2 separate regions of the Oryctolagus cuniculus genome follow, and region 2 is linked to region 1. A link is a contact called in public Hi-C data. All regions are on one chromosome and are shown on one strand. Each heading gives the region's core, a stretch centred on a gene start, on an enhancer-like site or on the middle of the called end of the contact. The rest is flanking DNA. Distances are from core to core; before and after follow the strand shown.

Region 1 (7,034 bases), core at 2,655-5,154:
GCTCGAAGGAGTCGGATAGCAGGGACGTGTCCCCGCGCCGCGTGGGCGTGGGAGCCCCCCACAGGGGCGTGGGCGGGGCCGCCGCGTGTGCAAAGGCCCTGGGGCCAGGCTCGCCTGGCGGACCAGGTCCCATTTGCGGTGCTATCAGGAGCTGGGGTCCCCCGTGCCTCCGCGGAGGAAGGGCCGGGCGCCCCGCTGCGCCGGGCCGAGCCCCTTGGGGAACAGACGCAGGGTGTGGGGGCCGGGGTGCAGTCCCCTCGGCCATCCCCCCCCCCCGCCTTTGCACGTAGGACCGCTGAGGCCCCCGGGGCGGGGGGAGAAGCTTCCTGGTTTGGTTTTTTGCCTTTTCCCACATCGAGGCCTTGGCAGGCGTCCTGGCTCCCAGTCTGGCACCGGCGACGCCGGCCTCGTCCCACACTGACCTCCTGGCATAGCCCAGCCCCAGCACAGTCGGGGCATTCAGTGAGCGCTCACTGGCCGACTGGAGGCCTTTGTGCGGCCGCCAGCGCCATCAGGGCGGCAGAGGGTCTGAGCCGTCCACTCACGCGCTGGGCTGGACTCCGCTGGCCCGCGCCGTCCCTCCAGCCCCTGTACAAGGGCACGCGTTTTCAGAGACATGAGGGCCGTCCGGGAGGTGTTCCACGGGGCCGTGTGAGCACGGGTTCTGCTCGGTCCCCGCGCGCTCAGGAGCGAGTGTGTGGCCAGCGGTGACCACGCTCCCGCCCCACTCCCCTGCCTGGGTCTGGGTCCCGGCTGCTCCTGGCGCCAGCTTTCTGCCTGAGCGGAGCCTGGGAGGCAGCCGGTGAAGATTCTAGGAACTGGGTTCCTGCCGCCCACCTGGGAGACCTGGGTGTCTCCTGCTCCTGGCCTGGCCCGCCCCGGGAGTGACCAGCACACGGGAACTGTCTCGTGTGTGTGTGTGTGTGTGTGTGTGTGTGTGTGTGTGTGTGTGTGCGCGCGCGCGCGCACGCGCGTGTGGGTGTTGCTCTGCCTCTGCTGTGGCCGTCTTCCCTTCCACCTGTAATGTCTGGACAAGAAGCCCCTTCTAGGGGCTGGCACTGTGGCGTAGCGGGTAAAGCCGCCGCCTGCAGTGCCGGCATCCCATATGGGCGCCGGTTCGAGTCCTGGCTGCTCCTCTTCCAATCCAGCTCTCTGCTATGGACTGGGAAAGCAGTAGAAGATGGCCCAAGTGCTTGGGCCCTGCACCCACATGGGAGACCAGGAGAAGCACCTGGCTCCTGGCTCCTGACTGGATTGGTGCAGCTCCTGCCATTGCGGCCAATTGAGGAGTGAACCAGTGGATGGAAGACCTCTCTCTCTCTCTCTCTCTCTCTGCCTCTCCTTCTCTCTCTGTGTAACTCTGATGTTCAAATAAATAATTAAATCTTAAAAAAAAAAAAAAAAAGACTGCTTCTAGAGGACTCGGTAAGCGGGAGGGGTAGCTAGGAAGTTGTCTTCGTAGCCTGGGTGACGTCGGTGGACTTTGTGTTTTGCCTTCTCCCCGCCAGGAAATGAGCCCGACAAATTGGCATCAGCGGCAGTGTTTCCAGGAAATTGACAGCTCTGAGACCTGAGCGGTCCCCACAGGCTCCTCAGGCCCCACACGGGGGAAAGCAAGGTTAGCGGTGAGAGGGTTCCAGAACCCGGAGGGAGGAAGTGCTGAGAGCCAGCACATTCCCGGCCGGCTTCCAGTGTGGTCACCTGGGCCCAGCACGGCTCTCAGCCCCGCCTGGCGCCGTCCTGCTGTGGGCCACGGCCACGGTGTCACATGCCACTTCCTGTGTCGACAGCGCGGGCCTCACCCCATCTCCTGTGTTGTGCAAGCTTCGCCCCGCTCTTAGACGTGGCTGAGAGAGAAGAGGACGACCGTGCAGGCTGCCTCGCGCTGGCGCCGGCCTGTGGGCCTAACACCCGCGTGAACTGCGTCTCGTCCCCCCTTTTCCTGCTTGGCTGCTGTGTGCGTCTCTAGGCACCTCTGTCTGCTAGGAGTACCTGTCGATTACCTGAGATCCCGCTCCGGTGACTCAAGGGCAGTGTGCGTGCGTGCCAGGACCCCGTCTCAATGGGAGCATTGTCGCCGTCGCAGCAATGACTCTCCAGTTACACAATATCAGGAATTGTTTGGGAAGCACACATCAAAAAAAAAAAAGTAAATAACCTTCTCATAGCTGACCCTTAAAAACCTCCCCTTGGGATTAAAATTCCTCGTCTCTGATGGATGCTGGCGGTGGAGTTCATGAATGGTTCCAGTATGACTTCATGAAAGGCTGGCTGTAGCATGGGCAGGCACGGCAGGAATGACTCCCGGCCGTGTGTCAGGTGGAGCAGCCACGCCCTCGCGGCCCGATGTCACCAGCATAGTCACGGTCATGTACTCACCCCTGGATTCCCGAGATGACCTACAAGCTCGTCATCAAGAAGAAAAAAGATCACTTAGCTAGAGGTCTGCTTTGGAGGGTAAGAGGAGGTATACAAATACAGAAAAGCATTTTAAAAATTATTAAGGGTGATAGCACTACGGTGTGGCAGGTAAAGCTGCCACCTCCAATGCTGGCATCCCATATGGGCACCAGTTCAAGTGCCTGCTACTCCACTTCGATCTAGCTCTCTGCTATGGCCTGGGAAAGCAGTGGAAGATGGCCCAAGTCCTTGGGCCCCTGCACCCACATGAGAGACCTGGAAGAAGCTCCTGGTTCCTGGCTTTGGATCGGCACAGCTTCGGCCGTTGCAGCCATCTGGGGAGTGACCAGCGGATGGAAGACCTCTCTCACTCTGCCTCTGCCTCTCTCTCTCTCTCTCTCTCTGCCTCTCCTCTCTCTGTGTAACTCTGACTTTCAAATAAATAAATAAATCTTAAAAAAAACTAAACTAAAAATAGAGGATGTTGGGACTGGTTATTTTGACTTGAGGTTTGACTTTTATGGAGTTCGGATTTTTTTCTCTTCTCTTGTTTATCTTTTGCTCCCATTGGGCTTGGTTTAATGAACGATTTCAAACGCAGGAGAGAGACGGAACAGAGAATACGTAACAAACACTGCGGTGCGCGCCCGATGGAGGGACATCGGGGGGAAGTGAGCCTCCGCGCGTTCCTCCTCTTCAAGCCCACTTCCCTTCGGCTCCAGAGGCTAGCTACGGCGCTAGTGCATTACCTCCCCGTGTGTGTGTGTCTGTAAACTTCCTCAAAACAGCACAACATACCTGCCACTTGCTTTTGAAGAATCAACATGGAGTTTTTGAGATATATTCTTGTTGGTTTATTAGTTTGAAATTGTATGTTTGTACACGGAAAACGTCCTTTCTTCCACCCTACATGTACACAGACATACGTGAATACACATGTGGCAGTGTGCTGGTGTCACATTTGTTCTCTGTCGCATACATACATGATCATCACACCATTCGGATCGGCGCAGCTCCGGCCGTTGCAACCTTTTGGGGAGTGAACCAACCGAAGGAAGACCTTTCTCTCTGTCTCTCCCTCTCGCTGTCTGTAAGTCTACCTCTCAAAAAGTAAATAATTTTTTTTTTTTTTAAGAAAATCTGCAGGATTCTGAACTTGCGCTTCCCCGAAGTCCCCTGGCTCTGGTCACCCGGGAGAGGCCCCTAGCTGCGGTCAAGCCTTGTTCTCCTCACAGAGTGGCCTGTGGAGAGTGACCTCGCGCTGTCTTGCCTGTTTGGCTTTGACACAGCAGCTAAGCCGCGGAGGAACGCGCAGTCTGTCCTGAGACAAGAGCATGCGTTCACGCAGCGAGAGATTAATTCAGCTCTGAGAGTCGCTCACCGCCTGGGCAACGCGGAGGAGAGAATCTAACACCCGCGCGTGGTTGCAGCGCTAGGGCTGGATCACCCGTGTGCAGGGGGCTGAGACACGGTTTCCAGGCACCGCGTTTGTAAAGTCTCTAGAGAGAGGTGGGAAACTGAAACTCTCAGCACGGTATTTTTAGAAAGGATCTCTAAAGGGGTGTGGGTGTGTGGGTGGGGTGTGGTTTTGGATTTTTTTTTAGTTCTAAACTGATTTGCAGCTCTCATTTCTTAACTGGGTGATGGATTCATGGTGTTACCCCTCCCCCCTGGCAGATCTGGTACACATCATACAACAAAATACAAACTGAAAAATTCTGTTTTTTTAAGGTTTATTTATTTGAAAGGCAAAATGACATGAAGAGATGCAGAGAGATAGAAAGAGAGCTCTCCTGTCTCCTGGTTCAATCCCCAGACGGCCACAACAGCCAGGTCTGGGCCGGTACTGAAGCCGGGGCCAGAAACTCCGCCTGGTCTCCCGTATCAGTGGCAGGGGCCCAAGCAAGAAGCTGGGTCAGAAGTGGGGTAGCCAGACCCAAACCGGCGCTGTGGTGTGGGATGTTGGCAGCACAAGTGGTGGCTTAACCAACAACGGGCAACACATGCCGTGACAAATTCTTTAAAAAAAATACAGTGAAGAAACATATTTACCATATAAAACATCCGGCAGGAGTTTAGAGCAGCAGTTAGATCGCCACTTGCTACGCCGGCATCCGCATCGGAGGGCCTGGTTGGAGTTCCGACTGCTGATCAACTCCCTGCTAATACAGGGGGGAGGCAGAGGTGACGGCTCACGTCCCTGGGCCCCTGCCACTCCTGTGGGAGACCTGCACGGAGTTCCAGGCTCCTGGCTTCGGCCTGATCCAGTCCAGGTTGTTGGCGGGCATTTGGGGAGTAAACCAGTAGATGGAAGATTTGTGTCTCTCATTCTGTCTCCCTGCCTTTCCAATAAAAACAGAAACAAATTATTTCTTAAAAAGAAAAACTAGCCGGCGCCGCGGCTCACTAGGCTAATCCTCCGCCTAGCGGCGCCGGCACACCGGGTTCTAGTCCCGGTCGGGGCGCTGGATTCTGTCCCGGTTGCCCCTCTTCCAGGCCAGCCCTCTGCTGTGGCCCGGGAGTGCAGTGGAGGATGGCCCAGGTGCTTGGGCCCTGCACCCCATGGGAGACCAGGAAAAGCACCTGGCTCCTGGCTCCTGCCATCGGATCAGCGCGGTGCGCCGGCCGCATCGCGCTGGCCGCGGCGGCCATTGGAGGGTGAACCAACGGCAAAGGAAGACCTTTCTCTCTGTCTCTCTCTCTCACTGTCCACTCTGCCTGTCAAAAAAAAAAAAAAAAGAAAAAAAAAAAAAAAAAAAAAGAAAAACTGTCAAAATAGAAGTCCCAGTTTATGAACCGAAACGTTAGAAGCAAATCTGATGGTCCACAGTGAGCGATGCCGTGCTCATCTTTCTAGAGTTTGTCTGTATCTGGCTGGCCCTGTTTGCGGCTCACTCTCCTCCGCGTCGGTGGAGGGGCGCTTGCTGCTCTGTAGCTGCCACGTGGGACCAGCCTAAGCGGCTTCCTTCAGGTCCTGAGTCCCTCTGTGCAGGTAGGTTCCTCGTCCACACAGTGTGCCCTGACAAACACGCATGATGCATCTCTAACACATGTTACATGTGACAAACACGCATGTTACACATCTGCGCGTACAAGGGGACTTCAGAAAGTTCACGGAGGAGCAGGCATCGTGGTGCAGCGGGTTAGGCCACCGCTTGGAACGCCAGCATCCTCTCTCTGAGCCCGGATCCCGGTCCTGGCTGCTCCGCTTCTGATCCAGTTCCCTGCCAACGCGCCTGGGAAGGCAGCAGAGGACGGCCCGAGTGCTTGGCCAGTCGACCTACATGTGAGACGCGGATGGGTCTGCTTCTCTCCCTTTTGTTTTAAAGCACAAGGATCTCACACTAATTCCACTGAGTATTTTTTTAAGGTTTATTTATCTGAAAGAGTTACAGAGAGAGAGGAGGAAAAGCAGAAAGAGAGAGAGAGAGAGAGGTCTTCCATTTGCTGGTTCCCTCCCCAGATGGTCGCAATGGCTGGAGTTGGGCCCATCCGAAGCCAGGAGCCAGGAGCCTCTAACAGGTCTCCCACACAATTCAGGGGCCCAAGGACCTGGGCCATCTTCTACTGCTTTTCCAGGCCGTAGCAGAGAGCTGGATCAGAAGTGGAGCAGCCGGGACTCGAACTGGTACCCATATGGGATGCTGGGAGTACAAGCGGCGGTTTTACACCACAGCACCAGCCCCTGAGTGTGTCATTTTGAAATCAAGCTAAAAAGAGAAATCAGGGTGACTCCTTAATACTATCTGACCCACAATGGCCCCCCGAACATCTGAGACATGCCTCACTGTACTTGTCCTCTGTTGGTTCTGAGGATACTTCTGGTGGTTTTCTTTTCTTTTTTCATTTCATGCACTTTCTCGTCTTCCCAAGTGAAGACGCCTCAGCAGGAGGTGTGAGTTCAGGCACTAAATCTGGCGCATTCTCATCACTGTGAACTTTGCATGTCTCCTCTTAGGCAGAAAATGTGTGAAGTCGCGAGTGTTTCACTGACACCTTGGGCTTGTCTTGCGGGGGCTGGGCACGTGCTTGCTCCAGCTGCCTCCCACCTCCCCCCCCCCCAGCTCCTATCTGCGGCGCCCCGGAAGCCTGCCCAGCTCACTTTCTCCTTCTGAATGGACAAAGGACCCTGCAGATGCCCCTGCTTCCCTTCGATGACTCTTCCATAGGGGTTCCTCTGCCTCTCTCTCCTTGGCAGCTGTAACTGCCACAGACTGAGCGACTTAAACACACACTTTTGGAGGAAGTTATTTTAACTTATTTAAAAAAAAAAAAAAAAAAAAAAAAAACCGGCCGGCGCCGCAGCTCAGTAGGCTAATCCTCCGCCTTGCGGCGCCGGCACACCCGGTTCTAGTCCCAGTCGGGGCACCGGATTCTGTCCCAGTTACCCCTCTTCCAGGCCAGCTCTCTGCTGTGGCCAGGGAGTGCAGTGGAGGATGGCCCAAGTGCTTGGGCCCTACACCCCATGGGAGACCAGGAGAAGCACCTGGCTCCTGCCATCAGATCAGCACGGTGCGCTGGCCGCTGCGGCCATTGGAGGGTGAACCAACGGCAAAGGAAGATCTTTCTCTCTGTCTCTCTCTCTCACTGTCCACTCTGCCTGTAAAAAAAAAAAAAAAGAAAAAAAAAAAAAA
Region 2 (7,034 bases), core at 3,311-5,810, 35 kb before region 1:
GGGCCTGCGGGGGTCTCTGCCCCTTCAGCACCATCTCCTGGAGCTTCTCGATCTTCACCCTCCGCGTGTGCGCCAGCTTCCGCTTGCTCTGGTAGACGTCGATGAAGGAGTCCAGAGGAAGTTCTCCGTCCAGAAACTGCTCGGCCATGTTCTGGGGGCAGGGGAAAGCCGACTGTAGCACCCGCCCCCTCGGGGGGCTCCCCGGGCCCACGCTTCACCACCACTCAGCTGCAGACCCTAGGGGTGCACGTGCAGGCCTCGGGCTCAGGAGCAGGCCTTCGGAGCAGGGGTCTTCTGGTGGCCCGAGCTGCCAGGCGTCCCAGATAAGGAGGCGACCACTGTCTCCACTTACGGCTTCTCTCGCTGAGCCGGCCAGAGCCCACCACTTCCTGGCTTTTTGCCTGGCTGCATCCCGCCTGACAGTCTCACCCAAACAGGGTCAGCAGGAGAGATTTGCTAGGACCCCAGCAAAGACAATGCCACCTGACCCTGGCAACACAGCACCAGGCCCGGCTTGCTTTACCTGGGCAACACGGCCCGACTCATTTCCCGACTGCCTATTCAGGCCCAGCACCCAGCTGGCATGGTCTGCAAAGCTCTGTGGCTGCAGCTGACTCAGGCCTTGGCCACGAGCACCCATGGGGGCAGTGCTGACCCTCAGGGCAGCATGCACCTGACCACCCCCGCTGCTCCCTGGACCCCTGCATGGCGTTTTCCCAACCCACACAGGGAGGTGCCACCTCCTGGCCGTGGAGGTGTGGTGCTGGCGCTCACCACCCTGGAGGAAGTGGGCCTGCTAACTGCCCCTCCGCTGAGGCTGCCCTGGCCTTACCTCAGTGTCCTCCTCAATCTTGGCCCCTTCTGCTTGGAGAAGCGCTAGCAGGGTCTCCAAGGAAGCACTGCTGGACTGCTTATCTGGAGGAAGCGAGAGGCACAGTGAGCCAGGGCCATTCAGGCATGCGCCTTCCAAACCTCCGCGCCACCCAGATGTCTCCCCAGAGTCTTTACCCAGAGCGGTCATGGGAGCGTCACCTCCACGGAGGGCTGACTTCCCTGCTAGCTGAAAACCCACAGCACGGGGCTGGCGCTGCAGCTCACTAGGCTAATCCTCCGCCTGCGGTGCTGGCACACCGGGTTCTAGTCCTGGTTGGGGCACCGGATTCTGTCCTGGTTGCTCCTCTTCCAGGCCAGCTCTCTGCTGTGGCCCGGGAGTGCAGTGGAGGATGGCCCAGGTGCTTGGGCCCTGCACCCCATGGGAGACCAGGAGAAGCATCTGGCTCCTGCCTTCGGATCAGCGCGGTGCACCGGCCACAGTGCACCGGCCGTGGCGGCCACTGGAGGGTGAACCAACGGCAAAGGAAGACCTTTCTCTCTGTCTGTATCTCTAACTCTGCCTGTCAAAAAATAAATAAATAAATAAATAAATAATAATAATAATAATAAAAACCCAAGGCACGAGCAACTGCACAGAATAAGCGCCCGGGGGTGAGGGTGGTGGCATGGGGCTTGGTGAGACTTTATTTTTTAAGATTTACTTACTTACTTGAAAGGTCAAGTTACAGAGAGGGAGAGACAGAGACAGAGATCTATCCACTGGTTCACGCCTCAAATGGCTACAATGGTCAGGGCTGGGCTGAAGCCAGAAGCCTGGAACTCCGTCCAGGTCTCCCATGTGGGTAGCAGGGACCCGAGTACTGGGCCATCCTCTGCTGCCTCCCCAGGCGCGTTAGCAAGGAGCTGCATTGCAGAGTGGCAGCCAGGACTTGAGCCGGCGCTCCTGCGTTCCTCCGGGTGCCGACATCCCAGCAGCTTAACTGGCTGTAACGGGCTAGAGCACGTAGGTGCTGCCTGGGACCCCCACGTCCTCCATGAGGGCGGTGCCTGTTCCCGTCCCAGCTACTTGCTTCTGACCTGGCTTCCTGCTAGCGTACACCTGCAAGTATTGAGTCCCTGTCACTCACACGGGAGGTCTGCATGGAGTTCCAGGCTCCTGGCTTGAGCCTCACTCAGCCCTGCTGCCGCCAGCACTTGGGAAGTGAACCAGTGGAGGGAAGATCTGTCTCCACCTTTCAAATAAAATGAAAATGAGCCCAAAAAAATTCGTTTTAAAGGGGCGAGTATTGTGGTGTCGTGGGCTAAGCTGCCACCTGCCAGGCTGACATCCCGTACTGGGGTGCTGGCTTGAGTCCTGGTTGCTCTGTTTCCAATCCAGCTCCCTATTCATGGGCCTGGGAAGCAGCAGATTTTGGTTCAAGTACTGGGGCCCTGCTACCCACGTGGGAGACCCGGATGCAATTCCAGGCTTCTTGCGTTAGCCTGGCCCAGCTCCAACAATCACAGCCAATGTGAGTGAAACAGCAGATGGAAGATGAATCTCTTACCCCTCTGTCATTCTACCTTTAAATAAATAATAAATCTTAAAAAAAAAAAAAAAAAAAAAAAAAACACAGCACCAGGCCAGATCTGGGGACAGCACCAGAGAGCCCAGGGCCCTGAGTCACAATCCTGGAGGGCGGAATATTTCCAATATGTGACAGCAGCTAACCACAGCTTTCTAGCGCTCTCTTGTTGAGAGAAACTTCAATATACACAGATTAAGTGCAGGACTCACGTTTTTACCCCAGTAAACCCTGACCGCCGCTTCCTAGAGGAAGACTCAGGATTTCCAGGGAGCTCCCTCGCGCCCACTCCCAGCGACGCCCCCGGAGGCAGCCCTACACGGCCTGGCTCCACACTTCCCGCCAACGGAGCAGGCGGCACCTGCTCTGCGCCGGCTTCTCTTGCGTCCGTTCATTCCAGATAATACTTCAGGGTCTGAGTATCGAACTCACTCACTCAGTCCTCTGCAAATGGACATTTAGCTCCTTTCCAAACGCAGCTATCAGAAAGAGCTAACGGGAACGTTACCGTGCCGTTTCTGCTGTGCCCGTACCGGGCGTGGCACTGCCGAACCATGCCTCCAAGGTGGTTTTACCAAATCACATGCCTCCCACCCCCACCCCCACCCCCACCCTGCTTGCTGTTGCCCACCCTTTACTTCTCTCCACTCTCCTGAGTTTGTTATTATGAATTTTTTCTCAAGTTAGGGATTCAATGAGGAGACTGCAAAACCAGTGTCAGAATGTAAACATTCCTGAAGGGGAGGGTTTTAACCCAGCTCCTCTTAACCTGAACGTCTCTTTAAAGAAGTTCTCAAAAGCATCCGGGACTCTCAACACCACCAAATTCCTACTGAGGTGGGACATCAAAACGTTCCAGTGCGAGGACCACTGTTTCACTGTGCACGCCGAGAGCCAAAGGACGAAGCATTTACTGAAAATCACAATTCAGAAAACTGCCTTTTTCGCGTGTCTTTTTTTTTGGTGGGGGGGGGGGCAGGCAGAGTTAGACAGTGAGAGAGACACAGAGAGAAAGGTCTTCCTTCCGTTGGTTCACCCCCGAAGTGGCCGCTATAGCCAGCGCGCTGTGCTGATCCGAAGCCAGGAGCCAGGCGCTTCCTCCTGGTCTCCCATGCAGGTGCAGGGCCCAAGGACTTGGGCCATCCTCCACTGCACTCCCGGGCCACAGCAGAGAGCTGGACTGGAAGAGGAGCAGCCGGGACTAGAACCCGGTGCCCATATGGGATGCCGGCGCCGCAGGCAGAGGATTAACCTAGTGAGCCACGGTGCCGACCCCAAGGCGTCAGTCTTGAATTTAACCCGTGCTGAAGTCACTTTTCAGGAACAACAACTCTGAACACAAACTCCCCGGGCAGCGGCCCCATCTCAACCCCACAGTGTCCCTAACCGGCTCCCCTCCCCGGGCAGCAGCTTCCGGTCTTCTCGGCTCTAGTCTCGAAAGCTCGCCCTGTCCAAGTTACCTAATTTAGTCTTCTTTATCTGATAGGCTTCAAAGAGAACCTGCAGCTCCTGGTATTTCTGGGTCAAACACGCTTTCCGGGCGTCCAGCTGGGGCTGGTACAGAAGGTTTCCCTCTGCCAGGCTCCGGTTGCTGGCGAGCGTCATTTCTTTGTTGAGCTGGACAGTCTGCGTCTGCGAGGAACACACAGGCTGATGAGACCCCCCAGTGCATGAGCTCGCCCCCAGTCCCCAGGAGCCCGGCACGGACTTCCCTGCCCAGACTCCACCCCCCACCCCCTGCGCGTGCTCAGCAGGGCCGCTTCCTTTCCAGCAGGCTCCCAGGTCGGGCGCCCTGGGACTCCGTGGGAGCTTTCACTGCCGTGGCTCCTCCAGGAGCTGTAGGGACTCGGGGCTCAATGTTTGTAAGACAAGTTTCTGCCACGACAAAGCAAGCTTCAGAATCACTTTCATCAGCGAGGGTGGCTAACGCAGGCTCTGGGATCAGACCCAGCGATCAAACACGCCGCCTCAGAGGCCCTGGGAAAGAGCGTGCTGACTGGAGCCTGGCTCTCGCATCATCCCGCCCCCCAGCCCAGCACTTCTGGGTCTTCCCAGCTCCCGGCCCCGGCCCGTGAGCAAATCGGAACCAAAGCTGGGGCGGGGCTGGGGGAATACTTTGCCCAACAGGGGCTCCACACTGCCTTTCAGGCCCCAACAGACTACTGGGTGGTAAAGAGGCCCACCTGCTCAGACCTCGTTCAGAAGGCGAGAAACAAAACCTAGCCAAGGAGTCTGGGCTAAACAGTTCACGGAAAAGTTGATCTCGGTGCAAGAAATATTTTAAATCTATGCATAGTTTGTCTATAACTGGTATTTTTCAAGAACTTTTTGAAAACCCCTCATAGTTAGAGGAAGTTAGAAAACATGAACTCTTCTCACTGCCCCGTGACCGTGACCCCGGCCCTGCCCGGCCAAGTCCCAGCAGCACAGGTGCCCTCGCTCAGGGTCTGTGTTTCCCCTTAAGGGGCTCTTCCTCCCCGCCCCCCAGTCCTCCCATTTGCTAGCACGCAGGAGTCTGTTTTAGCTGCTCCTTCCTTCCTTCCTTCCTTCCTTCCTTCCGAGTCTGGGTATGGGTTCCCGGCCCATCACACCCATGCATTCCTCTTCTTGCACAGTTCCCAGCACCCTCACAGCGCAGAGAGAACAGGAGAAGCCCCGCTCAGTGCCTCCACCAGGACACCCCGACTACCCCCCAGGGCTCTCTCTACCCCGCAGACACGCGACCTGCAGCTCCCAGACGCGAAAGATGGGCTGAAAACTGCAAGCGGTTTGGTAACAATGGAAAAACACACACCCGTTCAACACTACGGAGTAACAGGTGGGAGTGTCCCCAAAGCCAGGGCAGCAGAAATGCGCCTGGTTCCTTCCTGCTGCTCAGAGCCAGCACAGCCCCGATCTGGAGAGACCTAGCGTAGCTGGCTCTGGGCAGGCAGGTGAGGCTCCGCCCCCATCTCCCGGCACGCGGAGGGGGGGCTTTTCCTCCAATTGTCATGGCCAATTAAAAGAACAAACAAAAATACACCATTGTGCAGTCACTCTGGAAAGACGTGGCACCTTCTTGTAAAAGGAATCGCAGAGTAACCATGTGACCCAGAAACTGTCGTCCCCGGCACTTATTCCAGAGAAAGGAATTTACGTTCCCACAAAAACCTGCTTGTATTTGTAGCAGCACTATTTCTAACAGCCAAAATCTTGAAGCAACCCAGATTATGAGCCAACAGGTGACTGGTTAAACATTCCATCCACACCACGAAGCGAGCTAACCGCTGACCCCAGTCACGGATAAAGCTCCAGGGATCTGTTACAATGAAGAAACAAGACAACCCCATAGGACCACTACCCCACCATCCCCAACGCACAAGGATCTTGAAACAACAGAATTACAAAATGGAGAACACGTGAGCGCCGGGGGAGGCGGTGGGGAGCAGTGGGCCACCTCAGGAGGATGCCGTCAGCATGCCAACCCTGACTCCACAGTGTCCGGGACTGCACCAGCTGCCACCAGCGGGGACCGGCAGCGGGGCACAGGCCCTCTCCGATCCATTTCTGACAACTGCAGGTCTCAGAAAGATGGACAAGCCACCATGTGCAGAGAGCTCTCCCTCCTTCCGGGCTCTGCAGATGGATGGGCAGGGTGTTCACGCTCACAGCCCACAGACTGGAACCCAGGTCTCGGCCCGCAGACCACGGCTCTGAGAACCCCGCCCCTCTGACTGCGATCAGTTCTTTGCTCAGTTAACACTCAGCCAAGCCCCGAGTTAGTCTCGAATAAACCACCTGGTATAAAGGGACTGTGTTCCTGAGCACGCTCACTTCCCGCTCCGTTCTTAGAGAACGCGTACCTGGAGCTCAGTCTCTCTTCCCTCTGCCCTCCCGGCCACCCTCTAACCCAGTTCCCGTGGCACGCACTCCTTTGTGGCGCCAGCTGCCATCGGTGGGATTAAACGTTCGCCTGCTCACCGCCTGTCTTCTCCAGGGAAATGCGAACCACACACTTGCTGTCCCTGGCACACCGAGCACAGATCAGTGAGGGTGTGCGGAATCCATCTGAGAGGCTGCTTCTAAAGAAACGCAAGTCACGTGTAGACTAAAGCAAAGGGATCTGCGGGCGCCGGCGCTGTGGTGCAGCGGGTAAAGCCGCCGCTTGCAGTGCCAGATCCCATAGGGTGTCGGTTCAAGTACCAGCTGCTCCTCTTCCGACCCAGCTCTCAGTGTGGCCTGGGAAAGCAGTGGAGGATGGCCCAAGTCCTTGGGCCCCTGCACCCGCGTGGGAGACCTGGAAGAAGCTCCCAGCTCCAGCCATTGCAGCCATCTGGGGCCAGCAGATGGAACACCTCTCTCACTCTGCCTCTGCCTCTCTTTCAAATAAATAAATAAATCTTAAAAAGAGAAAAGGGATGTGTTTGCTAAGCAGTATTACTGTACCCCAAATCCTTTATGCGGCAGGTGGGTTCTGAGTCTGTGGGGGTCTCACACTGGGTAGAATTTCCCCCAAAGTCCTAAGCTCAGGCAGCAGTCAGTGCCGGTCTCCGAGGCGACCCAGGGGAAGGCAGAGTTAAATGTTTCGATTCCAGCATGATGGTAAAGACTATCGCATAGCAATGGTTCTCAACTTTGTATATCAGTCACCGCCCT

What was found. Hi-C and Micro-C count contacts between places; a contact is called where the count stands out from the background.
Region 2: a contact with region 1 is called in a Hi-C map of an unstated tissue, with 2.8 times the contacts expected there. The contact joins two enhancer-like sites. A contact is called at or near these places in 3 of 6 Hi-C or Micro-C datasets (ear pinna, skin fibroblasts and an unstated tissue).

The regions. Positions count from the first base shown.
Region 1 is chr21:6,355,196-6,362,229 of mOryCun1.1, reverse strand. No RefSeq gene overlaps it. Among named protein-coding and RNA genes, the nearest start is that of VPS37B, 4.0 kb to the left of the region's middle. Within about 2 kb of position 3,904, at least 2 of the 8 cell types and tissues checked have an H3K27ac peak or open chromatin away from gene starts, as enhancers often do.
Region 2 is chr21:6,390,382-6,397,415 of mOryCun1.1, reverse strand. VPS37B (VPS37B subunit of ESCRT-I) reads right to left here. Exons shown (of 4, transcript XM_070066120.1): 2 at 3,860-4,031; 3 at 833-915; 4 at 1-151. Among named protein-coding and RNA genes, the nearest start is that of HIP1R, 25 kb to the left of the region's middle. Within about 2 kb of position 4,560, at least 1 of the 8 cell types and tissues checked has an H3K27ac peak or open chromatin away from gene starts, as enhancers often do.